6 separate regions of the Mus musculus genome follow, and all the other regions are linked to region 1. A link is a contact called in public Hi-C and promoter capture Hi-C data. All regions are on one chromosome and are shown on one strand. Each heading gives the region's core, a stretch centred on a gene start, on an enhancer-like site or on the middle of the called end of the contact. The rest is flanking DNA. Distances are from core to core; before and after follow the strand shown.

Evidence for each region. Promoter capture Hi-C pulls out the DNA fragments that hold promoters and counts their contacts. Hi-C and Micro-C count contacts between places; a contact is called where the count stands out from the background.
Region 2: a contact with region 1 is called in a promoter capture Hi-C map of erythroid cells, with 37 times the contacts expected there. The contact joins the promoter of 1700017B05Rik here to the promoter of Stoml1 in region 1. A contact is called at or near these places in 3 of 39 promoter capture datasets (erythroid cells, liver and pre-B cells), 2 of 484 Hi-C or Micro-C datasets (B cells and CD4 T cells), 1 of 115 datasets of contacts at active chromatin or transcription factors (bone marrow-derived macrophages) and 1 of 9 other capture datasets (liver).
Region 3: a Hi-C map of B cells shows a contact between it and region 1, with 12 read pairs. The contact joins the enhancer-like site here to the promoter of Stoml1 in region 1. A contact is called at or near these places in 2 of 39 promoter capture datasets (liver and pre-B cells), 1 of 484 Hi-C or Micro-C datasets (B cells) and 1 of 115 datasets of contacts at active chromatin or transcription factors (pancreatic cancer cells).
Region 4: a promoter capture Hi-C map of erythroid cells shows a contact between it and region 1, with 23 times the contacts expected there. The contact joins the promoter of Fam219b here to the promoter of Stoml1 in region 1. A contact is called at or near these places in 4 of 39 promoter capture datasets (erythroid cells, liver, neutrophils and 1 more), 2 of 484 Hi-C or Micro-C datasets (B cells and embryonic stem cells), 2 of 115 datasets of contacts at active chromatin or transcription factors (embryonic stem cells and pancreatic cancer cells) and 2 of 9 other capture datasets (adipose tissue and liver).
Region 5: a contact with region 1 is called in a promoter capture Hi-C map of erythroid cells, with 11 times the contacts expected there. The contact joins the promoter of Scamp2 here to the promoter of Stoml1 in region 1. A contact is called at or near these places in 5 of 39 promoter capture datasets (the C10 cell line, erythroid cells, liver and 2 more), 1 of 484 Hi-C or Micro-C datasets (B cells), 3 of 115 datasets of contacts at active chromatin or transcription factors (bone marrow-derived macrophages, extraembryonic endoderm stem cells and pancreatic cancer cells) and 1 of 9 other capture datasets (liver).
Region 6: a contact with region 1 is called in a promoter capture Hi-C map of erythroid cells, with 30 times the contacts expected there. The contact joins the promoter of Ulk3 here to the promoter of Stoml1 in region 1. A contact is called at or near these places in 3 of 39 promoter capture datasets (erythroid cells, liver and pre-B cells), 4 of 115 datasets of contacts at active chromatin or transcription factors (extraembryonic endoderm stem cells, large pre-B cells, microglia and 1 more) and 1 of 9 other capture datasets (liver).

What each region holds. Positions count from the first base shown.
Region 1 is chr9:58,250,474-58,254,940 of GRCm38.p6, reverse strand. It overlaps Stoml1 (stomatin-like 1), which reads right to left and starts at 1,777. Exons shown (of 7, transcript NM_026942.3): 1 at 1,542-1,777; 2 at 1-7. The coding sequence starts at 1,674.
Region 2 is chr9:57,260,426-57,264,892 of GRCm38.p6, reverse strand. It overlaps 1700017B05Rik (RIKEN cDNA 1700017B05 gene), which reads left to right and starts at 2,294. Exons shown (of 3, transcript NM_028820.2): 1 at 2,294-2,464.
Region 3 is chr9:57,280,014-57,284,480 of GRCm38.p6, reverse strand. No RefSeq gene overlaps it. Among named protein-coding and RNA genes, the nearest start is that of 1700017B05Rik, 20 kb to the right of the region's middle. Within about 2 kb of position 2,665, at least 73 of the 459 cell types and tissues checked have an H3K27ac peak or open chromatin away from gene starts, as enhancers often do. A contact at or near this core is called in B cells and pre-B cells, where this site is marked.
Region 4 is chr9:57,535,317-57,539,783 of GRCm38.p6, reverse strand. Fam219b (family with sequence similarity 219, member B) reads right to left here and starts at 2,256. Exons shown (of 5, transcript NM_001166364.1): 1 at 1,950-2,256; 2 at 1,673-1,760; 3 at 896-973; 4 at 490-538. The coding sequence starts at 2,163.
Region 5 is chr9:57,558,255-57,562,721 of GRCm38.p6, reverse strand. It overlaps Scamp2 (secretory carrier membrane protein 2), which reads right to left and starts at 1,778. Exons shown (of 9, transcript NM_022813.3): 1 at 1,612-1,778. The coding sequence starts at 1,668.
Region 6 is chr9:57,586,943-57,591,409 of GRCm38.p6, reverse strand. It overlaps Ulk3 (unc-51-like kinase 3), which reads right to left and starts at 1,958. Exons shown (of 16, transcript NM_027895.1): 1 at 1,724-1,958; 2 at 946-1,086; 3 at 629-749; 4 at 92-196. The coding sequence starts at 1,825. Scamp2 (secretory carrier membrane protein 2) reads right to left here. Exons shown (of 9, transcript NM_022813.3): 8 at 4,210-4,330; 9 at 2,612-3,988. The coding sequence ends at 3,854.

The DNA.
Region 1 (4,467 bases), core at 528-3,027:
GGCGCGTCTGGGGGCAAAAGAGCAGAAGCAACCACAGAACACCAGCTGGGCCTGGCAGGACAATTTCAGGCACCGTGTCCCAGAGTACAGTGGGCCATGTGTATGTTTTGCCTGTGTTCTGCCCCAAAAGCTCCCCATAGCGAGTTAGGGACCTCCACCATAACTAACCGGTACAACACCCTACAGGAGACTTTTCTCTCCCAGGTGAGAGCCACAGAATCTGAGAACATGATCCATTCGATTTCTCATTGCTGGACATAGCATGGACCAACAAGCCCTTGCCTAATGAGTACCGCCCACCCAAACCTGGAATAGAGAGCACTCATGCTGGGTGGAGTGGACACTGCTGGTGTTAACACATTCTACTGGCCACACCACAAGTATGCTTTCAAGGGGTCATTACAGAGGAAAGGCTTCAGCTACTAAGGATAAAACTAATGCTCACAAGTAACAGTCACAGTGGGACTAAAGTGCTAGTTTAGTATTTATTCCCACTTTAATGCCCTGAAAGAACTATATCTATATCTATATCTATATCTATCTATCTATCTATCTATATCTATAGTGTACTTCAATTCAAGCCTTTTGGCAGGAAGAACTAAGAATCCTGAATGGGTGTTGAGCAAACAGGCCCAGAATCTGGGGATGAGCTTGCTATCTGTTCTCTCCTCCCCAGCCCTAGACAGGAAGGTGACAAGAGACGTCTGTTCTATCCTTCAAGAAGCCCCTGCCTGCAGGACAGTCTAAGTCATAAACTAATTCCTGACCTCTTCAGGGAAGGAGGAATCCTAAGAACCGGGCAGAAGAGCCGGGCGTGGTGGTGCACGCTTTTAATCGCAGCACTTGGGAGGCAGAGGCAGGCAGATTTCTGAGTTCAAGGCCAGCCTGGTCTACAAAGTGAGTTCCAGGAGAGCCAGGGCTATACAGAGAAACCCTGTCTCAAAAAAAAAAAAAAAAAAAAAAAAAAAAAAAAAACCACAAACAAACAAAAACAACAACAACAAAAAAGAACGGGGCAGAAAATGGAGGATTCGTTCAGCATTGCCAAAGCTTTCAATGCACCGTCAATACAGGAGAACCACAGAGGACCAGAATACTCCAAGGACAGTCAGGCTTTGGAGAGAGGAAGCCAAAGCAAACAAGCCAGGCAGCTTGCAGGCCCAGCTTTCTGTTCTGTGCATCTTCACCAGGACACAGGAGACTCCTGCTCCCTGCGCTGCTACCCTAGGGCGACTCTTTTTCCATTTCTCTACAAATGCCTTGTGGGTTATGGCTCCCTCTGCCTAGGGCTCTGTTTTCTTTCTATGCATGATGGGCTATCCTGGAAATAGTAACGGGATGGGCTAAGATTAGGGAAGATGGGGCTGCGCGGCTTCCAAAGCTACAGCTGGTGCCGTAGGGAGAACAAATCGGTGGTAGCATCCCCACACCTTGTCTGGCACCCACTTCATATCCTATCCCCTTCACTCTCCTTCCTCCTAGAGGCAGAGAGTACAGGTCTTGGGGTGCCCCTCTGTCCGCGGTGCTGGGTAGCCACTCACCGGCCCCCGGCCCCACGCTGCCCGGCTCTGGGGACAAGCAGCCCTTCTGCGAACCCAGAAAGCCGAAGCTCGACTGCTGGAAACGATCAAAATCCCCTAAGGGCAGTGCCCGGTAGCCAGACCTTCCAAGCATGACTTCTAACCGGGACACGCCCCGATCCTCTGCTGGGAGACTGCCCTGCCCAGCCTGTGGCAGCTCCGCCCCTCCTCGTTCCCACTGCTTCCGGCTTTACTCCGTCACTAACAACAGTGGCTGAGTAGGATCAGGAATCAGGCCGGGTCCACCATGCCTGCCGCTCCACAGCACCCCCTGCGCTGGGAGGACCGAACGGCGGGAGCACAGTTTGGGGATGTGGCCTTGGTTCTAAGGTTGAGGCTTCCTGACCACCTCCTACCTGGCCTTAGGAAAGGAGGCAAGGAAGTTTGGCTTTAAAGGAGCATTGCAGGAGCGTTTTCTCCAGAAGCAGAGAAATGTTTTTGGCCTCAAACCATTCCTCCAAACTCAACACACTTATGAGTTATGGGTGTGCTTATCCAGATGTAGGATTTCTTCTGGTGTGGTCAGCAAACTGGTATTTTTTGTTTGTTTGTTTCCCCACAGCCAAGAAAACAGAGCCTGCCATACAGAGTCCTGTTCTTATTTGCTTAATGATGGCAGATCCAAGTCACTGTGGACAAGTTGAAGTCAGAAGGCCCCAACTTTGGTATAAAAGAAAAATTTCACATGCAGACACCCCAGGAATCCTGGCAGTGGATGGTGGTGGTGGTGGCTGCAGCAGCAGCAGCAAAGCATTACATGAGACTCCTTGATCCAGGCACTTGAGGTAACTTTGTCTTTCCGTGGCTTCAGAAAGCCCAAATGAAGGTAGAAAATATACCCCAGTAGGATGCTGGGAGGCTGGCAGGAGGCCATTTTACAAAGCAAGAAAAGACGAATCTTTCCCAGTCTTGCCTCCCTGGATCCTTGCCATAGCTCATTTCTAAGTTCCCCTGCCTATGACTGCTAGCCTGGCTAATTTTATGTCAACTTGACACAAGCTAGAATAATCTGAAAAGAGGGATCTCCAATTGAGAAAATGGTTGTGCTGTAGGCAAGCCTGAAGAGCATTTTCCTAATTTATGATTGACGTTGCAGGGCCCATTCCATTGTGGGTGGGGCCAACCCTGGGCTGCTGGTCCTGGGTTCATTAAGAAAGCAGGCTGAACAAGCCAGTAAGCAGCATCCTCCATGGCCTTTGCAGCAGCTCCTGCATCCAGGTTCCTGCCCTATTTGAGTCCTGGCTTCCCTCATTGATGGACCACCATATGGAAATGTAAGCAAAATAAAGCCTTTCCTACCCAACTTGCTCTTTACTCACGGTGTTTTGTCACAGCAATAAAAACCCTAAGATGAGTTGGTACCGGGAGTGAGGTTTTAATTAATTTCAAATGTAGTCAAGTTGACAACCCAGAATTGCCATACAAGTCCACCCCTTGCCAACTTGACACACAATCATATCTTCTTATCAATTTCCAAGTGAAAACATTAAGCAAATCATAATAATACCTAAACATGATATAACTATCTGACATACAATTACAAACACATTATATTTAACCATGTTATAATTACACCTAACCAGATAAAACTATCCCTCATACAACTGCAAATGCATTGCAAATTTAGAGTAGATGCCAGGCGTGACGGTGCACGCCTTTAATCCCAGCACTCGGAGGCAGAGGCAGGCAGATTTCTGAGTTTAAGACCAGGCTGGTCTACAAAGTGAGTTCCAGGACAGCCAGGGCTGTACAGGGAAACCCTGTCTTGAAAAACCAAAAAAAAAACAAAAAACAAAAAACAAACAAACCAAACCAAACAAACAAACAAAAACAAACGAACAAACAAAAAATTTAGAGTAGATGACAATGTCCCTTGAGGGACATTCTTTTTTTTTTTTTTTTGAATTAATTAATTTATTTCATGTATGTGAGTACACTGTCGATGTCTTCAGACACACCAGAAGAGGGCATCAGATCCCATTACAGATGGTTGTAGCCACCATGTGGTTGCTGGGAATTGAGCTCAGGACCTCTGGAAGAGCAGTCAGTGCTCTTAACCCCTGAGCCATCTCACCAGCCCCCTAGAAACATTCTATTAGTATCTCAGACTTCAATATGATAACCATTGACATTCTATTAATAGATGTTACATCACATAATTTAAAAAATTGAGGAAAGAAAACACAAATATTTGTACACAATATAACTGATCTTGGCCTAATTTTTTAAAATATTTACTCAAAATATTTATATGAGTACACTGTAGCTGTTTTCAGACACACCAGAAGAGGGAATCAGATTCTATTACAGATGCTTGTGAGCCACCATGTGGCTGCTGGGAATTGAACTCAGGACCTCAGGAAGAACAGTCAGTGCTCTTAACCGCTGAGCCATCTCTCCAGCCCTTGATGGGCTAATTTTAAAGGCCAAGGGATACTGGTCAGCTTAGATGTATGGCCTCCACAGTCTCCAGGATGTTGGGTCTCCCTTTAGAACCCATCTCACCACAACTCTAAGTTTACAAAAGCAGGAACCTGTTACCATCCCTTTTAATCAGTTTCACATAGGAACAGAGAATAGGCACATAGGGGCCAGAAAAGTGGGTGGGAACAGACTGAAGTTAGAAGCCAAAGGCACTGGCCAATGAGAGTGTCAGCAGGTGTGTGTTTTCCTCACCCACTAGTTTCTGGATTGCTTTTTCTTGGTCAAAAAGCTAACTTTGTATCTCTTGTTTTCTTCACCACTGCTGGCCAGCTCTCCCCTTGCCTCCCTGTTGTCTACCTCTGTACGATGCACAGTCATCAGACCCATTCAACGCTGTTCTGTCACCACGGTCCTTCCACTGACTCAGAACTAACTCTGTGTCCCACAGTTACTTCTCATAGGC
Region 2 (4,467 bases), core at 1,045-3,544, 990 kb after region 1:
CAGACCTACCTTCTATTCAGTAAATCCCCACCTGAATCTTAGTCTTCTGAGTGTTCAGATTCCATGTGCCGGACCTCGACTTTTCTACCCATCCATCCCCATCCTGTGCCCACAGTTAAACTCTTCCCCTTTCTGCTCCCACTCAGTGATTGTTCACCTTCCAGACAAAACATCACTATCTCTCCAAGGCCACCGTGTTAAGAAAGACTCACGGGGCCTCTCCAAGTCACCTCGAAAGGCCTACCTTCACCTGCCTGAGCCCCTGCGCAGGACCCTCAAGGCAGAGAAGGAAAGGCCAGGGCCAGAGACTTCAGGAGAAGTTCACAGTTGCCTGGCACTCTGCAGTCTACTGCGGATACTGTAGTCTATAAGGCAGGAGGCTACCTGGTTCTCTTTTGTGCTGAGCAAGTTAAAGCCCTGGGAGTTGCAAAGTGGCTCTCAAGTCCTCTATCCTATGCCCTTTCTTTGGTGATCCAGGGTGTTTACATGATGTCAACAAGGAATAGACAAGCTGATTATAGGGACAGCTGTCTTTATGAAATGTTAATGAATTGAGACAAAATAATGGGGCTGTAGTCTTAGCTGGGCCCTAGGGTCTTGCAGGCTAATCATGACATAATGGGGTCCTCCTTGGGTCTACAGCCTGAGAGTTCTAGACCACAGGAGCCAAGGGCACTCACTGTCTTCCTCCCAAGTCACTCCTGACATCAGGAGTGGAAGAAGATGCTACGCACAAGGGAGAAGAGGGCAGAGTTAGTATGTGTGATAGTAGGAAACAATATCTCCTTGAGAGAAGGCTGAGCCTGTCAGATTTGGCATGACCCAGAGCTGGCAGGGCACAGATGCACCTTTCTAGTGTTAAAGCATGTTAGTAAGATACAAAACCCAGGCAACCTGGGCTTCTGTCCCAATTTGCAATGTGATTTGGAAAGCCCCAAACCTCAGAGTCTCTCCTCTATTTGTCTAGCCTCTATTTGTAAAAAAATCTTCCAGCTCTAATCCAAGAGACACCCTCCCCTTCTCCTTGAGTGACCTCACTTCCTCTTCCTAATCCTACCTGGAGCCCAGCCCCTCCGCCCCAGCCCCATCTTCTCCCATACCTGTGCCCTCAGCTCTGTTCTGACTCAGGCAGTCCTGATCTTTGGGTCAAGATGGGTGTTCTGAGTGGTTTTGCCCCAAAAACTAATTTTGATCTCTATGGTGTTCAACTATTCTTCACCATGCGACCCTGCCTTGGCCTTGGGCAGTCCTGGAACTGCAAGGATTAGATTCCTTCCAAGAAAGAGGTGCTAGCGCTGAGCTGGGCAAGGCCCCACAACCAGATGGGCTAGAGTCCAGGTGAACAGAGGCAGTGGGTTTCCCAGCCCCTTTCTGCAACACATCAGCTTGGCTAGGGATGCTTCATCCCATCAGCTTTCCAGGTTGCTCATGCTCAGACCGGTTCTGGTGCGACACATTTGCCAGAAAGGCTCAGATGCCCACCAAGGCCGCTTGGCAATATCTCCAGAGTCTCATTCCTGGCCCACTCCAGGTCACTAGGAGCTGATATATACTCGTCTGTACTTTACCTCATAAGTCCTTCTTAATTTCCTAATGCAACTTGTTTGTTGAGGAAGTTAGGGCTGCCTCGAGATATCCTTTAGCATTTTTATTGTCTTGCTAGGAACTGAGTGTGGTGGTCCAAGCTTTTGACTGCAGCACTCAGAAGGCTGAGGCTGGTGTGTCTCTGAGTTCACGGCCAGCCTGGTCTACATAGTAAGTTCCCAGACAGCCACAGCTATATAGTGTGACCTTCCCAAACAAAACAAAGCAAAAGCAAAACAAAAAAAAAAAAAGGACTGCTAGATAGCCCAGGCTCAGCTCAAACTCTCAGCAATTCCCCTGCCTCAGCCTCCCATACCCCAATTTATGTGCTACACATCTTTTCGAAGCCTGATGGCCCTATTTCTAAGAGGCAGAATATCACTTTTACAAATGAGGAAACTGAAGCTCATAGAGGTTAAGTGGCAGGTCCAAGGTCACATGGCTAGAAAGTAGCAAGGAATGAATGATCTAACGGAATGACTGAATGAGGGCTTACGATCGCCCTCGGGGCAGAGGTTTGAGGAAGGAGGCGAGCGAAGACTGTGCACAAAGCCAGAGGCCGGGTCGCGGGAAAGTTGGTTCCACTCAGGCCTTCGGCACGGGAGGACCCAGGGGAGCGCAGGCTCCCAGAGGCACAGCCGGGTTCTGCCCCCACTCAACGGCCCGCCCCGCCCCCGCCCCGCCCCCGCCCCGCCCCGCTCGGGACCACAAACGGCGCCCAGCGGCAGCACGAACGGTCGCGCGGAACGTCTCTCTGGGCTAGCTGCCTGCCGCGACTTCCCGCGCAAGGCCGGCGGGACAGGGACCCGCAGCCTAGGCGGCGCTGAAAGATGCCGCGGCTGCTCCGGGTGGCGGCCGCTAGAAGCCTGGTGCTCTGAAGGTAGGAGCTCGCCTACCCGGCAGGCGCGGAAACTTGGGCCGAGTTTGCGGGCGGCGCGTGGGCAAGGGGCGGGTGGCCCTGCCCCAGGGCGCCCCTACCGGCCAGCCCCAGGACGGAGCGCGGGGACCGGGGCCCAGGTGCTGAGGCTTCGGGCGGTCAGACTACGGGGCCCAGTCATACCGCTGCCCAGACTTTGCCAGGACTTGGATGCTCCCTGGGCCTGGTAGAGCTCCGGAGCCACAGCACTGCCTGGGCGTTAGGGCTGGCGAAGAGTCAGGCGGATCCCTCGGGCCTCTCGCGGGGCCAGGCTCACGCGGATTGCCGGGCGCCGATTCGGGGTGGCGGTGGGGGGTTGGGATTGGTGGCGGCGGGCGCTGAGGTGCCGCGGGGCCGTGGACGAACCCTGTTGGAACAGGACCGCCTGCGGTTTCCTAGCCACTGCTTGACTCACTCTCTGGCCACAGCCCAAGCTGGCGGGATCGTCCCGAAGGAGGTGGCTGCCCAGACTTTGAGGCCGCCCCCCCCCCAGCCCCCCAGCCTTCTGGACCTCAGTGCAGTCTGCGGGCATCGATCCGTGGGGTTCCCAGTGCGAATCTCCTGACTTTTTTACACGTTTACGTGAGCTAAGGAAGGGCACCGTTGGGCAGTGGGGGGCATGTGTGCAGATTCGGGCCATGCATGTACGTGTAGGAACAGCTTTGCATGCGTGGCCCACGGCAGTCTGTGTGTCAGCCTGCCGGGGTGCACGTGCGTTGCAGAGGCGCGGAGAGAGAGGCTTGGGGACACCCGGAAGCCTGGTGTGGCGGTGGGGCGCCAGTTCCCTACTGAAGCCGGCTGGCTGTGAGCCACTGGCACGAGGGTCACGGGCGGGGCCGGGAGAGGGAAATTAGGAGCGGAGCATCCGGGGAGACCCTTTCTCTCAAACTGAGAAGTGTGGGCTGCTCCACGTTGAGTGAGTGCTCAGAACCTCAGCACGCAAAGTTTTTAGAAGACTGGTATCTGTTAGAGCGGAGAGAATACTGATGCGGGCCTCAACTTGGCTGGGATCGCGCTCTTCATGAGGCCCCAAGGATGTGACGTGGAAATGGACCCACGGAGTTGTCTGTCTCCCTCGTGGAAAAGCAGGAGTGTAGGCGCTTGACCCTGCCCTGGGTTCTGGCTGAGGTTAGAACTCCTCTAAGAACTGGCAGAACTTGGACATCTTCACGGTAGGATCACCTGTTGGCCCTACCTTCCCCAAGCGCCTTAGGCTACTTTGGTATCCGGAAACAAGGCACCTTCTTTTTGGCTACTCTCTCAGTGGGGGTGGCCTCTACCGAGGGAGCTTTCCATCCTACTGGCCGGGCATTACGTCACCGCCTCACCTTTCAGAGTCTTGGGTTGGCTTTTTGGCGCCCTCACTCCTCCTACAAAGACTCCTGAGGGTCCCAGGGGTCTGGTTCTCAGGAAGTCTCCAGGGCCAAAGGGCACGGGTTGGGCTGAGCCCTGGAGAGACGGACTCTTGAGAGGGGTGGTTAGAGCAGGTCCCAAGGAGCATTGGTGGAGGTGAGACCAAAGCCAGCCCTTAATTAACCCAGACCTCCCCAAGGATAGAGTGGGCTTGGTACCTTCTGAGCCATGTGAGTCTTGTGGTGCAGAGTCGGGTAGATCTCTTTCAAGGCCATTTTGGTCTGCATAGTGGGTTCCAGATGGAGAAACAGGGAGACCCAATGAGAAAATAAAATAAAGCAAAACCAACCATATAAGTATGGAGCAGTGCAGGATGGGGCCTTCCCTAGACCATATTACCACCCTTTACATTTTCTTGTCACCTTGCTGGTCTAGCTGAGCCCCTATAGTCATGACCACTGTTCAGAAAGGAGGAGAAAGGTGGTCCCTGCTTGCTGGTGACAGAAGTGTGTGACACTTTACCTGTGACCTACTTATAGGAATATTGATCCCATTTACCCTTTTCTAAGCCACTGGGAGTTTTAGGGGGTAGGAGTGCTCACTGGGGGAGGGAG
Region 3 (4,467 bases), core at 1,416-3,915, 970 kb after region 1:
ATCTTTTTTATGGATGGTTGTCAGCCACCATGTGGTTGCTGGGATTTGAACTCCAAACCTTTGGAAGAGCAGTTGGGTGCTCTTACCCACTGAGCCATCTCACCAGCCCAGGCTTGAATCTTTTAAGTTGCTCCAATAACTAGTGTTCATTTTATCTGTGCTAAAATGGAGTATTAAAAACAAGACAACAAAACTCCCAACATGCATGTCCTGTAATCCCTACATTTGGGAAGCTGAGGCAGAAGAATTGGTGAGAGTTTGATGCAGTCCTGAACTGCACAGAGAGTTCCAGGACAGCCTGGGCTAAGAGAGAAATGCGATTATAAAGCAAAACCCTACATCACACCATGAGAGAGCCCATGGCTTAAAGAAAGAGCCCACTTTCTGCTTTTTAAACAAAGGGGCCTACAGTTAATTTCTTTTATTCTTTTATTCTTTCTTTCTTTCCTTTTTTCTGGGCTTTGCAAATCATAAAGCTAACCCCACACACAGTGCTGGGGCCAGTCAGCTCTCGGTGGCTCCCAAGTCCACACAATCAATGGTATCGCATTAATAGCCTGGAACGGCCACACTGGTTGTATTAATAACCCAGATTTCGAGCAAACGCTGTAAATCCCCCTTTTTTTGGAACTTGTCGTTAATCATTTACCAGCCTCCCACCGAGGAGAGCACTCAAGTCTGAGGAATCTCCTTCCTTCCCTCTGCTGTTCAGTTCTTTTGTTTGTTTGTTTGTTTGTTTGTCTGCTTGCTTTGTGAAGTTTTTGAAACACGGTCTCCATAATAGCCCAGGCTGCCCCGCCCCCATGATATGCTCCTGAGCCCTGAGATCACTGGTTAATTGTTTTTATTGCTTACGTTGTGCAGTGGAAGAGAAATAAAAAGAAGACAAGGAAGAAAACAGTTTCCAAAGCCTGTGACAGGCACTGATCCAGCCATTTCATCATCTCAGGGGTGAGCAAGCAAGCTGAGAGAGGCAATGGGGCTCACCCAAGACCACACACCCACGCCCACTGAGCTGGCATTTGGACCTGGAGTCCCAGCAGCACTCTGTATGGAGAGGAAGGGGCTCACTGGAGCTGTGTATCCCCTGTCTCTTGCACAATGCCCAGCACAGGGCTCCGAACTTTCAGGCCATGTAGGCAGGTAGAGGGAGTGTAGAAGTCCCAAAGTTTCCTCTTGATCTTCTTTCCGAAGAAGCCTACCTGAGCATAGGACAGAATATTGCAGCAGCCACCAAGTAGATCAGAGGTACAAGTACTCAACAAGCTGAGAGGACTCTCAGCCGTGCTCTCGGGACCAGGGAGGAGAGAAGGCCCGTGAGTCTCCCCTGGTCCCAGTCTTTTTGTCTCACTGCTACATAAATGTCTCATGGTCTCAAGTAGGAAGGAGCCAATCACAAAGCACTCCCCCCCCCCACCCCCTGTGGGCAGGGAAGAGGAAACAAGCTCCCAGAGGGAATGACACTCAAGAGAGCTAGGAAGGGGGAGGCAGGAATAGAAATCGGCACCCACTACCAGTGGACTCTTGTAGAAATTCTCCTTGATCCTGGTTGGCCTGGAAGAGGTTGCTCCTCCTTGGCCCTAGTCCAGCTGTGACCAGTCTTTCCAGAGCTTGCGTCCTATAGTACCTAGAGTCATTCTTCACAGAAGAGCCTCGGCCTTTCTCAGCTCCTACCTCAGGAAGCCCTCCTGCCCAGAATGCCTCCAAAGGGCACCCCCTTGCTAGCTGGGGGGCTAGCCTCTTCTGCACAGCTCCCCTCCCCAATCCATAAGGCTCTTGTCCTCTCAGAATGCATGAGGGACTAGAAGGAGGAAGGATTATGGCTTCTAGTTATTGCTGTCACCAATTCACCCTGTGACTTGTGGGTCCCCTACTCTCTCTGAGCCTTAGTTCCTTCCTCTACAGTCACCTGGGAACTGAAGTCCTACTGAGCACAGGGCACAGCTGCTAGGGCCCAGAAGCATCGTCTAAGCTTGGGATCTGTCCAGACACATTGTCATCTAGACACACTTTGGCTTTTTCTTGCTCTCCCCACTCCGGGGTAGAGCTTGTCTTTGGCCCCACTGCAGGGGACTCCTGGATACTAAACATAGAGGGGTATTGGGAGATCACCTGCAGTATGCTAGCTTTGCCTTTCAGCACCCCTCCCCAGTGTTAAATTCTCCCCATCTATAGCAAACCCCATATCTGTGAAATTGAAGTGCCCCTGGAAAATGCTAACCCCTACCCCCAACTATCGAACTAAGGAGGGTTCTGGGCATCCAAAGATGGACTCCCACCATGTCTCTTTGCAGAAACCTTGCTCCTTAGACACACAAGTAAACAGACCCAGCACGTTGTGGGAGTCCACGGGGGACTTGCCAATGCTGCAGTAAGCCATTGTAAAGTTTGAACACAGGGCTCTCTAGTCTTGGCTGCTGGGGATGGAAGCTCCAGGCTTTTGTGTTTGAATGTTACTTTGAACTCTTCTGCAGCTCCCACAGAGCAGGGGGGCGTTGGGGGCTGGGGAGACAGGACTCAGGGACATTGCAGCATCTATCTTGACACAGAGTCACTGCTCTGGGTTATCAGAGGCTGAAACAGAGCTGCCGTATAGGTGTGGGCGCTTAGCTCGCAGCTGTGGCCTCTGGACTGTGTATGCCAGGCTGAGCCTGTGGACCACGACGGTGACTCCGCCCGCGCTCAGGCGGCGCTTGGAGTAAACAAAGGCGCACTGCGCCTGGGGGCTTCTCCTGCAATCGGAGCGCAGAGTTACATCACGGTTCCCTGAGGGCGCCACCCTGGCAGCCAGTCCCCCGTGGCCCAAGCTTGCCCATGTCCGAGGGGCAGGCAGCTGGCAAGGTGCCAGGATGCGAAACTTTGCAAATTTTTCTCTTGAGGCTTTCAGGGCTTTGTTGAAACATAGGTTTAGACCCAAGACCGGAGTGTACAAGGACTGTACCTCAGTTTCCCCATCTGTGAGACTAGGTGGCAATGATAGGCTTCTGGGTCTCCCGCCTGAAGTATGGGGGAAGCAGCCAGGGCGAGGGCTGAGATGGGCTGTGACCAGTGACCAGAGGCCAGCTTTGTGCTGTCTACAGAGCAGTTTAGAGGGGGTGCTTGTAAAACCAAGTGTCCTAGGACGTACCCAGCCGCTGCACCCCTTTTTAAGTCTCCTTGGAGTGTAGAGCTCAGCCACCACATAGGAAGCACAGCTTTGAGTCTTAGCATCCACCTGTTCTCACTTGCTCTGGGCGTCAACCCTCTAGCTGTTTTGTGACAATTGGTTGAGTTGGAAAGGTATTGGGTTGCACACCCTGGACAGAGCTTTCCCATCCACACTATCAGCTTCTCTGCGGGAGCAAGCTGCTGAGAAGATGGTGGGCACCCGAAGGCTGCTGAACAAGGCATGACCTATTACCTCAAGGGACACTTGCTGGGTCTGCCCCTGGGCGGTCCAATGAGCGTCTAGCCAGTATCCAAGTATGACTGCCGAGCACTCAGAAGGTGCTGGGACCCACTCTGGACCTTAAAGTCCATATAAATTGTATTATGCTGAAGATGGCTGAGATTCAGTTGATGCCCCCTCTCTCCCAAAACAACAAAAACCGCACGATCAGTACTTCCTTTATATTAATCTAAGGTAGTCATGAACTCTCTTATCAGATATCTGCCCTTGCATTCTCATTTGTTTATCCTAAGGAAAAGTGGTTTACCTATTGGTTGCCCATTTCTCGCCCCACCCCCACCCCTTTACTACGTCAAATATACAACCCTTTATTAGAAGCCCTTAATTTTAAACAGCTAAAGTTAGCTTCAAGCAGATAAGTGACGCACACACCTGTATCCAAGCACTCGGAATCTGAGGCAGAGGATTGTCATGGGTTTGAGGCCAGCCTGAGTTATACATGAAATGATCAAGACAACATAATGATTCCCTTTGTTGGTTGCTGTGTGCTTAAGGACATATTTCCCTGTTAATCTGCTTTGCCTACTGAACTTGCAGGTCTTTTTTTTTTTAAGATTTTATTTATTTTATGTATATGAGTACACTGTCACTCTCTTCAGACATACCAGAAGAGGGCATCAGATCTCATTACAGATGGTTGCAAGCCACCATGTGGTTGCTGGGAATTGAACTCAGAACCTCTGGAAGAGGAGTCAGTGCTCTTTATTGCTGAGCCATCTTTCCAGCCCCAAACTTGCAGGTCTTAAAGTACACAGAAGGAGAGGGAGAGTGGTTCCCTCTCCCACAGTAGGTGCTACACACTGCTATGTGAGTTAGCTATGTAATTTATGATGGGAAAAATAATGTAAAATGTCTCCCTAATTATTTTGATATTTTATAAATTGAAACAGTAACACTTTGGTAAGTGTTGAAATAATAATTTTTTAGTAAATTGGGCTAGGTATATTATTGAGGCTAGTTTCCCATTTTAAAAGAAAAGCTCTTAGTCTCTACTAGAAAATCTCAACTAACATATGGGT
Region 4 (4,467 bases), core at 1,007-3,506, 720 kb after region 1:
AAGCTCAGTGGAAGATGGGTGGGGGAGGGTTGAATGCTGACTCAGAGAAAAAAAGGGAAGCCTTGAATTACCTTTCAACACTGGAAGGCAAACCTATGACCAGTGGGTCCAGGCTGCAAGAAACAGAAGACCTGGAAACTACCCAAAGAGGGCAGCAAGCAATGTTTCTTAGATGTAGTGAGTGACCAATCACAAGAAGCATTCCAGCACAGTTTATAGACACTTAGCCGGAACTTAGAAAGAGGATTCCAAGATTATGGACTTGACATCACTTCTAGCTCTGAGGATATATAGTCTCCTGAATTTCAACAGCCATCCTAAGATGCCTGTCTCTCTTTGCTTAGGGAAGAGGGAATAGTGGAAGACTAGGGAGCAAAGTGGAATCTAGCACCGTGCTGTGCACACAGCAGGCAGCACAAACATTTTGGCAGTGGTGGGTGGTGACCTGCCTGCAGCCTGACCCTGCACAGATAGGCGCTCTGGACTTGCCTCTGCAGAGGAATACCCGGAGGAATATCTGGATTCCAGCTCCCCATCACTAGGAGAAGAGGAAGACAATCAGTTCAGGGGACATCTCTGTGGCACAGCTGCAAATGGCGAGGGCATGCAAGGGGGTCTGAAGGACTTGTGAAGCAAAGACTGCACACCAGAGAACTCAAGCCCAGAGTCCCAGTGAGCACCAATGGCTCCCGCAGGTGATTCTCGCTAAAAGTGCAAGCCCAATAGGACAGGAACACTTCCAGCCATGCTATCCCTGGAAGGGACAGCAGTCAAAAGAGAGCAGCCCTGGAGTGTACATGAAGGGCCTCGGGGGAGAAAGGCAGCAGGCAAGGGCATCAAGCACTCTGCTGATCTATTCAAGTCACTGCTGACTATTTCCAAGGAAAGCACTCACCTGTCAGAGTCGAGGGACACCAGGTTTTCATCTGGACTCTGGCTAAGAGCAGTGTAGCCCTTGTTAAACTTCACTGACCTGAGATGGGGCGGGGAAGAAAGCAGAGGCATTTCACAGGGAAGGCCAGAGCCCTGATCCCTATGCAGAAAGAACTGAGTGGACTATTCCAGACTTTCCTTCTACCCGGTCACAGTCACCACGAACTGCTGTTCTATGCAGTTGGCTCCGGCTTCTCGGATTCTTTTCTGGCCCACTCTACTGCACTGAAAGCTCCTAGGAAAGGCCCACCTCCCCATTTCAGGAACCAGGTAAAAAGCTGCATCTTTCCACCTTAGCCTGGGGATCCCAGGCAAGTCACATTTGAGTTTCAGCTATAAACAGCTGTGTGAGGTCTTATTCAGCTCTAAGAGGGTACCATTCTGCCTTTAAAAAACAAACAAAAAAAACTCCAAAAATACTGCACGGGCTCTCCATCTTCACTCCCGGGACTCCAGCAACCATCTCATCCTTTAATGCTATCCTATCTGTGCACTGATGCAACTCCCCTTTTACAAAGTCTATTTTATGACTTTTCTATTTTGCACAGTCTTTTAATAAAGAGTAGAGGTAGTTCCAGTTCTCACTCTCCCACCCAGCCCCATCCCTCCTAGTTCCCATTCTTAAGATACCAGCAAATAAGCTAGCTAGCTCAACCTTAAACAGTGCCCTGATTCCCAAACAGGAAGGGATAGGGCCTTTGAACGCTGCTGACAGAGGAAGTAAAAAGCCCAGTGAGACCTTTTCCCTGAAGAATCGGGTCGGTTCGTCAAGGCACCCAGCATGCCCTTTCTCCGCAGAACGGCCTTGGCATGGTCCCGGTGCTTCTCTGGAAGTCAAAGGGTCTTATGTCAGCCAGGTCTTCCCCATTCTGCTGCTTTTCGGACTGTCGGGGACAGGAGAGGGCTGCACCTAAACCCCCTCCACTCTGGGGACAAGATCACGGGGCTCTAGAGACCAACCCCAGGCCACAGCAACCCGCTCGGGCAGAGACCCTTATGCAGCCCACTGCACTCACTCAGCTTAGCCTGAATGGAAGGTGCGCGTGTCACCAAGTAGGGTCCCCGCTTCTCCATGGCGGGGGGCGGGCGTTCCCCGAGCCGGAGGCCCGCGCCGCCGCTCTGTCCGGAGGGCAGCCCCGCAGTTCCTGCCACGCTGTCGGGAGCCGCGCCAGGCTGAGACCCCTGGGTGGACATCCGCACCGCATGCCCGCGGAACTCCTCGGTCGCCATGACCGGTCCCGCCCCGCTCCGCCAGTGGCCAGACCGGCGCGGGGAAGAACGAATGACAAGACGTAACACGCCTTTAGAAAGATGGCGGCGCGCAGGCGCGGGTTTCCCTTGGCGCTTTCCGGCCGCCTGCTGCGGAGAGAGCATCAAGGTTCCGCCCTACCCGTCAGGAACTGGCCAGCCCAGGTCTTGCCTTTCAGGTACTCTGAGACCCGAAGTCTGTCTGAGCCTGTGGATGTGCAGGAAAGTCAGTTCAGTCTGTAGTCAAGTAAAATGACACATGGTAGGCTAGCGGGTTGTGCCGACCCAAGTCGCGTTGCAGGCCTCTTTCACCGCAGCCGGGGCTCCTTTAAGACCAATACAGGAGGGGTCGGGCTCATATGAAGGGGCTACAGGGCTCTTCTCTAGAAAACAGGCCTGGGAGGGTCAGGATTTACCCACGGCATCCTACACAAATGCCACCGGTTTTTGGTTTCTTGCCTGTCCGAGACCTTGGCAACAGCTGGCTCTTTTTTGTTTGTTTTTTGTTTTTTTCCGAGGCAGGTTTTCTCTGTGTAGCCCCCTGGCTGTCCTAGAACTCACTCTGTAGACCAGGCTGGCCTCGAACTCAGAAATCTGCCTGCCTCTGCCTCCCAAGTGCTGGGATTAAAGGCATACACCACAGCTGGCTCTCTTTAGGCATATTTCCACACTTAAATACAACCTTGGGGCTGGAATTATATAGCCCAGAGATAGACTTCTTGCCTGGCATGCAAAAGGCCTCCCTCCCTCCCTCTCCTTTTCCCTCTCTCTCTTTCCTCTTCTCTCCCTCCCTCTTTTGGTGGTAAAATGGGAAGTTAGGAATGATGGTGCACACCTGTAAGCTCAGGTCAAGGGAGGTGGAGGCCGAGTTCATGACAAGCCTGGGCTATAAGTCCTTGTCTTAAAAAAAAAAAAAAAAAAAAGAACGAAAGTCCTGCAGTAGCAAAAATAAATTGGACACCAGCAAGCAGGGTGAAAGTGCACTCTTGAGTCTATGTGGCAGGGTACAAGGCTGTGTCAAGACTCTTGACTCTGGCCCCCAAGGGATGTGCTTGTGTCTGGCTGGAAATAAGCTCCAGATCCTTGTAGAAACTGCCAAATATCGCGAGACTGTTCCATGGCTAACACATTGTCAAAGGGTAGGTCAATATTGTACAGCCGAAACCCAGGGACAAAAGAACAAAAAATGCTGCATAGGAGAAAAAGAAGCATTTGGGATCAGAGCTTTGGGAAAAAAAAAAAATCAGATTTGATAAAACCTATGCTATCTTGTGAATTCCACCCCAAACTATCTGCCGGACTCCTTTTATTTTTAGGCAGAATCTCGCTATGTAGCTCAGACTGGCCTTAAACTCACAATCCCCGAGCTTTGGTTTCCCAGGTACTGGAATTGCAGGTTTACACTACCATTCCCAGCTGTTGGAATTGCTTACTTCCAGAAACACACAACTCAGTTTATTGTTCAGCTGGGGAATACAGCTCAGTTGTTGAATGTTGCCTAACACACATGAAGCCGAGTTCATTTCCAAAATAAGTGAGACAATTTTGTTGGAGTAAGATCAGTATCCACAAGATCTGGCTAATCCACAAAACTCCAAGTCACCGGACTGAAGCTGGCCTGAGAAATCAGGTGAAAGAAATAATCAGATATGCCAAACCGGTTTCATCGGTGTGACAGCATAGCTCTCTATGCCTCAATAATAATAATAATAATAATAATAATAATAATAATAATAATTCTTCCCCCCCCCCCCAAGACAGGGTTTCTCTTTGTAGCCTGTGTTGTTCTGGAACACACTGTAGACCAGGCTGGCCTCAAACTCAGGAATCCACCTGCCTCTGCCTCCCAAGTGCTGAGATTAAAGGCCTGGGCCACCACTGCCTGGCTGCCGTAATTCTTTTGTAGAAAAAAATAACCAGAAGTTACCTGTATTGGTCAGTTTTGTTTCCTGTCTCCCTGCCCTAGGCTTCTAAGCAGAGCAAAGTAATCACCCAATCCATTCGTTTGTTTCTGCCCCTGTGTGGCCTATAAACAAACCTTCCAACTCTGCTCTTTGGAAACAATGAAAAACGAAGTTGCCTAATTTTAGGGGTGGGAGTGGAGGACCCAGGATGTACTTGGCAGTAAAACATTTTCGCCTTGGTGACAATCTTCACCCTCACTGTTAAGTTGTAATTTTGTCTCAAGAAAAGTGCTATTTGGTAGATAAGAGTTTAACACAGGTCTGAATCTAAACCCCATTTCCTACCTTACTGCTACATTCTACTGTTTGCCTTAACCTGGTA
Region 5 (4,467 bases), core at 529-3,028, 690 kb after region 1:
AGTACTATAAAACAATCTATCATTAAATCAAAGGAGTTAGCAGAAGACAGCAACAGGAAAAATGCAAATACTCTTCTCCTCACTAAACTAATAGAGGCAAACGTTTGCCTTATGTAAGAGACATGTTCCCTGCAAAGGCTCTGTCAAGAAGCATTAAGCTACAAGAATATATTCTAAACTCCCCAGTGTAGCAAGGAATCAACTACCAAAATCTGCCCAAGGGTTCCTATCAGCTAGGTCACCTTGGGAAAGAAGCATAAAATTTCCACTCTCGGCCTGGCTGGGTGTGGTGGCTCGAGCTAGTTATGGCTGCACTTGGGAGGTAGAGGAAGGACCCCAAGTTCAAGACCACCATGTGACAGACACATAGGGCGTTCAGAGCCAGGCTGTGTTAGATGAAGAGATCCTGTTATAAATAATCCAAGGGCTCAGTGTTACCCAATATGCACAGCGGTGGAGGATTTGCCTAGAACGAACAAAGCTCTGGTTCAATCCCATTACTGCAAAACTTCAAAAGAGAAGATGGTCATACTCTACTCCCTGAGTGTATAACCATCTAGTTCAAGGCGCCTTTGCTTTGCTCCCACCCTTGGAAGGACCCACCCTGGAAAAGCTCAGTGGACTTCTCCAACACCTTCAGGAAATGCTGAAGCTGTAGAGGACCAAAATAAAGCACCAGCAAGACGAATTCAAGAGCTTGGTGACATACTAACACCGGAGGAACAGCTGCGCTCATAAATCCCCAGTCATCACAAGCATGCGTCCCTCAAACTGGTTTCGGGCAGACATGAAAGGAGAAGTAGAACGCGCCTTGGCACTAAAAGGAGTTCCAGTTCTTCAACATAGACAACTGGGCATCTCTGCGTTCTCCACGCGAAGGTTTTGGCTTAGGTCCGAAGACTGTTGTATTCTTTCAAAGTTCCAAAGGTCAGGCCGGTAACCACCCATGCAGATTTGTCAGACCCGTGTACCTTGGGCTCCAAGCTCCTTCACCTCCCTCTCCTCAAAGTGTGTGGCCCAAACTCAATCCAAACAAAGTGCTTGGCCAATAAGTAATTTTCTGGCTTGGCCTCTCTTCCTACCCTCTCTCAGCCTTCTTGATAAACACTAGGGACTCTCCTGTACTTTAGATGCTTGCTTCGCTACTGCTGTTGCTGTTAGGTGTTGGGTTATCTCCACATTTCTCCACCCCAACAGACTTCTACTTCCTCATTATGTTTCAATGAGCCTTTCTCCTAGGATGACTCAATACAGGTAGATCCCCCAAGACTGTAGAAATGGCACAGCAACATTTTGCTTCCCTTTCTGACTCTAAGACACCTCCCCAGGATAAGCGCGTGCTTGGCCCTTTTCTCCAGCAGAGGCCGGTCGGATGGGCTACAACCCGGGGTGCTCTAAGTGCCCACTTCTTTACAGCGCCCCGCCCCCTTGCCGCAGTTCCACCTGTTGCAAAGTCCCGCCTCCATACAAACTATGATAGGCCAGCCTTCAGATACCGCTCTCCCATTGGACAGGTGATCCGTCCCTCCTACGCCACGTCCCCGGCTCTGGCGAAAGAGGCCCAGGCCGCAGCCCTTTTCCCTAAAGAAATCTGAGAATTGGGGGTTCTACCTGGAAGGGGTTTACGTCCACTGGGTCCGCGAAGGGGTTAGTGTCGAAGGCCGACATGGTGATCGAGGGCCAGCGGGTGATCTCCGCGAGCGCTACTGCCTTTGGTCACTCAGACCCAGCGGCACACAGTGTAAACCCTCCACTTCCGGGAGCAAGGCAGCCGTTCTGGCGCAGGCGTAGCGCCCTCTGTGGGGGCGTGGCCCTGGACGTCACAAAGGTCCGTTCCGCCCCTGCCCAGCCTATTAGAAAGCGAAGGTTATTCATTCTGTCTCCATCCACTTTCTTTTTATCTCCAGAGATGCTGAGGATAGAATCCAGGGTCTCACGAATAATAGACATAGGTGTAGCCTTGAGCTACATACCCAAACCTTCTATCCACTTAGTCCTCCGGTGCAGAATCTCTTCTGATGTCTTCCTTCCTATGTGTATTTATTTTGAGCTTCCAAATAAAGGACTGGCAGGAAAGGATCATGCATTCATTCCTAGAGGGCAAAATTGAGGCGTTCGAGCAAGTCCCGGACCAAAAGGACAGGGGAGACATGTCAAACAGGAGTTATCTGAACAACTGTGCTCCAGGATAAAGCTGGAAGACCTTGCATCAACCCCTGCCCTAGATAAGCAGGATTTCTTTTAGGCTCCACCCTCCTGTGATTTCATAGATATCCTAGAGGTGGTAGTTAATTCACTCACAAACTCACAAACTTATTTATCCATGTCTTTCGGGCCGCTGTGAAATCTAGCTTGAATCGTTTCTTACCCTGGAATAGAACAGCGCTACTGATTGGTCTATTCTTGTGTTGCAACCAGATGGGTTTTTTGATTTTTGTGGTTTTGGTTTGTTTGTTTTGTTTTTATTTGGGGGGTTGTTTGTTTGTTTTGTTTTGTTTGCTTTTGGTTGTTTGGTTATTGTTTTTCCAGGGTTTTTGGCAGGTTGGTTTGCTTTTCTTGGTTTTGTTGCCTTTTTATTGTTTGTAGGTTTGAGGAATCTCTCATCCTAGAGTCTGATTGATACTCTTCTCACCAGCTAAGAAAAAAAAAATTCCAGCATAATTACCATTTACTGTTAAAGGCTGTTGACATAAAGTTAATATTCCTTTACTATGTGTATATTTTATGTTAGAGTAAAATGAATCAGGCTTAAAGCTTGAATGTTCATGTCCTTTTCCAAGATATTTCCTAAGAATCTCAAACAAAACTATTTACAATGAAGACATCATCTTTCTACATCCTGGGGAGTTTATCAACAGTAATCTGACAGGTCCACTTCAGAACTACCCAGTGATCTCGTTTAAGCTTTTTTTTTTTTTTTTTTTTTTTTTAATAGTCATGGTGGTAGTAGTAGTCATTCTTGTAGTGGTAGTAGTGATGCTGTGTGCACATGAGGGGTGGATGGGAGCGCATGTGTTAGGGGCTAATGTGGAGTTGGTTCTCTCCTCCCACATTTATGTGATTTTCAGGGACTGAACTCAGGTCACCAGGCACAGCAGCAAGCACCCTCACCCCTAAACCATTCTGCTGTGTGAAGTCCACTTGTTTAGTTTGCCCTCAGAGTCTTTTTGAATGTGTAGTCCCCATCTCTTCTCACCCCTTCTTTTGCCTACACTTCTTCATTCTACTCTTTAGTGGCTTTTCAGTTCCTGGAACTTCCCTATTCTCTCTTGTCTCATGGCCTTTGTACATGCTGTCTCTTCTAACTAGTACCAATGTACAATGAGAATAGTAAAGACAAAAAAAAAGCCTTTTTGACATGTAAAAATTGCTTAGCCAGGAATCCCAATACACCCAAAGCAGATATCCACTCAATAACCAGAACCCAGTGCGATATCACCCACTCAAGATAACTAGACGCAGTCCTAGAACTCCATGACACTCAATGGACAGAATGTGAGTGGAGACCAAGAGCCAGACTCTGCTCTCCACATCTGGAGAGAATTCGTCTTCATCTGCCCTGCAGCTGGAGACTCTCCCTCAGGACCCTGACCCTCAAATCAGAGACTTCTGTCAGAGACTGGTTCTGCCCTTCAGCTAAGTAAGATACACCACACAGGTGAGCAGCCTTGGGAAGTAAAACACGTTGCCACTGAACAATTTCCCTTACCCTTCTCCCCATGTATGTTCTAGTTATTCATTTATGCTGGGCTCAGGACCACCAGAAAACATCCTAAAGTTGAGAGAATGAAAAAGGGACTCAAATGCGTGTTGTCCTCTGTCCCTGAGCCCTCCAGATACCGTCCAAGGGCAGAACGCTTAGCTGTCTGTATCCTGAGAGGAGACTGGTCTGTAGAGTGTGGTTCTCTCACTTCCCCATCTACAGTGCCAAGGCTCAGCAGCATGCTGAGTTGGTGAAGAAGCAATGAAACTTGGTAATAACCAATATGGAGACTGCCCCCACAAATTCCAAGGAGCTTTGGGCTAAGAAAGGGAGACATATGTTTTTCAATATTGCTACCAGACTCCGGTCCATTTGCTTGTCAATTAAAAGCCAATATTTGTGGGGTTGGAGTGATGACTTAGTTGCTGCGAGCACGGGGCTACTGATCCAGAAGATATTGATTTCATTCCCAGCACCACAGGACAGCTGTCAATCATCTGTGACTCCAGTACTAGGGAATGATCCAATGTCCTCTTCTGGCTTTCTCTGGCACACATGTGGTTCACAGACATACATGCAAACAAAACACCCATACATAGGAGGGAGGATCAGAAGTTCAAGATCGTATTCAGCTACATATGGAGTTTAAGGCCAATCCGGGCTACATGAGACTCTGTCTCACAGAGATAGATAGATAGATAGATAGATAGATAGATAGATAGATAGATAGATAGATAGATAGGTAGGTAGGTAGATAGATAGAT
Region 6 (4,467 bases), core at 709-3,208, 660 kb after region 1:
GGGAACCAGGCCGCTGAGGAAGCAGCACAGCCAGGAGCTCACTGTTCACCCACTCTAAATGAACTGCCACCCTGCTGTTCCAGACGCAGACCTGCCAGTTTCAGGTGGGGCTTCTCCAAAGAGCTCAGCAGGATGTTCTGCGGTTTCAGATCCAAGTGAGAGATGTTTCGTTCATGCAGGAACTGCAGGGCACTAGCTGAGGAGTCAGCCACCAGAAAATAAGTCAGAGCCTCTTTCCCACCTGCCTCTCCCCTCCCCAGGCCTCCACCTATCCCCGTACAGCTCTATTACTGCAGCGCTGTTCTGGCTGAGCTACAGAATATATAGAAGCAACAGACTCTGGCTACTTCTAAGAGTTCCCAAGTGCCTGTTCTCTGTACCCTTCATAAAACCACCCTCCCTTCAAGGAGCCTCCAGAAAAGCCCCAGCCCTTAAGGACGTTGCATTCTCCCTCACTAAAGCACTTGGGTTCCACCTACTGGGCCCTGGAAGATGCCACAAGGTTCTTACATCATGTTCTCCATGTGGAAGCCTGAATTCCCTACAGATGCTAGGGACACAACATGGCAGACTGCAAAGCATTGGGATAGGGGAGAAGAAGCCACGGGGTGTGTCACAAGCTTTTTACCCAACTGCTGCATGAAAACACGGGCCACCTTCTCAGGCAGGATCCTGCGGGTATGAATGAAGCGAGACAGGTCACCCCCTGCACAGAACTCCATGATGAGGTAGATATTGTCATTGTCCCACTGTGGTTGCAAGTAAAGAGAGAGAGCGTGAGTTCCAGGACAGCCAGGGCTATACAGAGAAACCCTGTCTTGAACCCCCCCCAAAAAAAGGGAGCGAGAGAGAGAGAGAGAGAGAGAGAGAGAGAGAGAGAGAGACAGCTTTAGGCGCTGTCCCTTCTCCAGCCGCCTTTGGAGGCACCCCTTCCTGGGCTCAGACCTGGAAGTCTTTCAGCTGCACGATATGGGGGTGCCGAATGCCCTTGAGGATCTCAATCTCAGTCAGGAGGTTTTCCACTGACGCCTTGTTGAGACTCTTCTTGGCCACGCATTTTATGGCTACCACTTCCCGAGTATCCTTCTGTGGTACAGAAAATTTGGGGTGTCTGTTTTGAAGGGGCCGACCCCATGGGCTGGAGTGGGCTCTGAGTCTGCAAACTTTCCCCTGTTTGGAGTCTGTCCACTCTCCATGGACCTCCAAGTTTCCCAGCTTCCACGTCTCAAATCAACGAGGCATCCGGATTCGGGAATCCCACCCCAGCAAGTGTTCTCCAACGCCGTGCTTCTAACCCACCGCATCACTTTCTAGAGGGGGGGCGGGGAGGGTTAGGGGGCGGGGGATGTCACTATTTAAAGAGCTATCCACTCTGCATTCTAACTGGTGCTGCCTCCTGGGAGTCTGACCCCAGACTCCTCCCAGCCCCTAAGGCAACTTCCGTGCAGAGCCGGTTCTTCAGCCACTGACACAGAGATTCCCTTAGGTCATCGCCCGCACCTCCAGACCAAACTGGCGTGGCTGTTTTTAAAACCTAAAAGGGGCGGTTAGCTCCAGCCTCCTCTACCAGCTTGGGCAGCCACTGTGGCCTTACTGCTCTCAAGGCGGTCGCCTTTCCTGCTCAGCTTGGCCCGTGACCCAGCCGGGCTTGCAGGGAGTTGGCTGGCACGGGAGTCGGGTGCCCGGCGCCGGGACACCTCCGGCACGACCCGCCCACACCCACCTTGGCGTAGGCCTTGTACACCGTGGCGTACGTGCCACTGCCCAGGCGCTCGGTAAGGATGAAACCGTCCAGCCGAGGGAGACCCCAGCTGGGCCCAGCCATCCCGCGCCCGCCGCCAGGTGCTTCCTGGTTCGGGGTGCAGGTTCCGGCCAGCAGAGAAGCTGGGGGCGCTCGAGGGGCGGCGAGGCGGGACTCCGCAGGGCCCCGGCGCTGCCCGCCGGAAGCGCGGCTCGACACCTCCCCTCCGAGGCTCCTCCCCGCCGGCAGCGGGCTGGGTGACACCCTCTGCCAAGGATTGCCAGGCAGGTTTCAGACACTGAGGCTTTAGTGGGTGTAGAGTTGTGTCGAGGACTGCGGACACGATCACATGGGAATGGCATCCTAGAGACCACCTACGTAGGGGGCGGGAGGAAGAGCCTGGCTCACTCCCTGCCCTTCAAGACCAGAAGCAGTGGATATGAAAATCCCAGGGCCCCACAGGGTGACGAGGGAGAACGGACTCCAGCAAGTTCTTCTCTGATCATCACACGTGCTCTGGCCCTTATTCATTCGTTTATTTGGTTTTGGAAGACAAGGTTTCTCTGAGTAGCCCTGGCTCTCCTGGAACTTACTTTGTAGAGCAGTCTGGCCTCGGAGTGCTGGGACTAACGGTATGTGCCACTATGCTTGGCGAAAAACAATTTAAATGCCTTTGGAAGAGACCAAGTTGCCATTGCCAGGGTCCTCGATTCTGCCTTTCAACTCTTTCCCTAGAGTTGAGTGGTCTGTCGTCCAGCACAGCTCAGCCACCAACAACCTTAACTGTCACCTCACCTATCTTAGTAGGCCCTTAGTCTGTACTTCAGTAGGCTATAGCCCTCCCAAGTCCACCATTGACATCAGGGCCAGTGCTGTCCGAAAATCTTTTTATTTAAGCACAAAAATTGAGACATGACATATACATCTGTACATGGAGGAAAATAATACCAGGAAGTTTACAAAACCCCGGTGGCTGACATTACCACTTGGTGGCTCTAGGGCTGACAGCATGAGGGTAGTCTCAGGAGGGCCCCAGTTCCCAGGGGCAGGAGACTGGCCAGCTTGGTGAGCTCTCGCAGTACTGACAAAACACAGGGTCCAGGTTTCCACAGCGGCTTCTTAGGTGCCACTGCAGTGACACACCCGTGGAGCCCCCAGGACAAGTAGAAAGGGACCTAGACTCCATTGTGGGAAGAACCCTCAGAAAGAAGGCTCGGCAGTCCTGCCTGCAGGACATAGTTCAGGACTGATTTCTTCCAAAAGACCCTAAGCGTTTTAAGAGGTGAGTATTGCTGAAGATAGGCAGGGGCCAAGCTAAGGCAGAGGGGCAGAGTCCCTTGGGAGGAGAGAAGCCAAAACAAGCAGACATCTACCCTCTCACAAGACTGGTAGAGGCTGGGCAGGACTTGACTTACTTGTCTTCGTCCCCTCCTCATCCCCCAAGTCTCAACCAACCCCACTTACTGTACATTCAGAAGTCTGAAGAGAGGCTAGGGAGGGCCCCCAGAGGGCACAAGGTGCTATCACACATGAGTCGTAGCAGGCACAGGGTCATGACTCGGTTGTGAAGAACACCAGGAGCTCACCGGAAGAGGACTTGGGAGACTTCTGTGCTCCCACCCAGAACACAGCTCACCTAGAGTAGAGCCACTGGGGGACTTAGGAAGCCCAAGCATGAAAGGCAAGGTTGTGGAGACCCAATACACATGGAGCCTGTAGAGGGAGGGAGTGAAGTACAGGGTGCCTGTGGAAAATCCCCAGTACAGTGAGCCCAGGTTGGCCCATGATCCCAAGCACATGAGTCCATTTGTTTTCAGGGAAAACAGTCCCATTGCTTCCAGACAAAATCAGACCAAGCCACCATTAGAAAAGGAAAGACAGCTTTGTTATTTTTTCTTTTCCCATGTGTTTTTTTTTTTTTTAAAGTCCTTGTCCCTTCCTCTCCTTCCCTCTTGTAGAGGAGAAAGCTGACTACTGAGGGAGGAGCAGGGACAAGACAAATCCCTGCCAGGTCTGTGCTGGTGTAGTCACTGCATAAGGCACCCGAGGAAAGTGCAGCTCAGAAGACAGTTGACAGAGAGGCCAGGGCTCAGGGAAGGAGAGTCGGGAAGCCTAATTCCCCTGAAAGGCTCCTCGGGCAGCAGATGAGGCAGCCCCGCGAAAGGTTCTGCTGCTGAAGATACCCTGGGAGAACTCTTCCTGGGCCTGCTGGAAGCTGGCTCCTGTTCGGCGGTAGAAGGCGTGTACCTAGGGAAGGAGGCTGGGGTGAGAAGAGCCCAGAGCAAACCTAGCCATCAGGGTATGGTGGCAGCCACTGGAGGGGTCAACCCTGCCTGGCTGCTTACCCATAGCCTTGGATGAGGTGCTGGGCCCCTGAGAGCTTCAGGAGCAAGGCATATTTAGATTTGTGCCTGCCCAGGAGAGATGGGCATTTTACTGGGGTTCGCTGTTGGCTCTGTCCTACTTACCCGCTGCAGGAGGAAGAGTGAAAGCCCAGCACAGAGGGTAAAGAAGCCAGCCACTACCATCATGATGATGGTCACAGCTAAGGGCCCATTTTTCATCGTAGATAGGGCTGCAAGCCAACCACTACAAAAGGAGAACGCAGAGGTGAGGTAAGATTGAGACTCAGAAGTCCCCAAGAGGAGCACTTCTCCCAAATGGCTGTGTCCTGACCACCACCTGGACATTTCCCAGCCGCACAGGGAGCCTTGTGGTTCAATGAC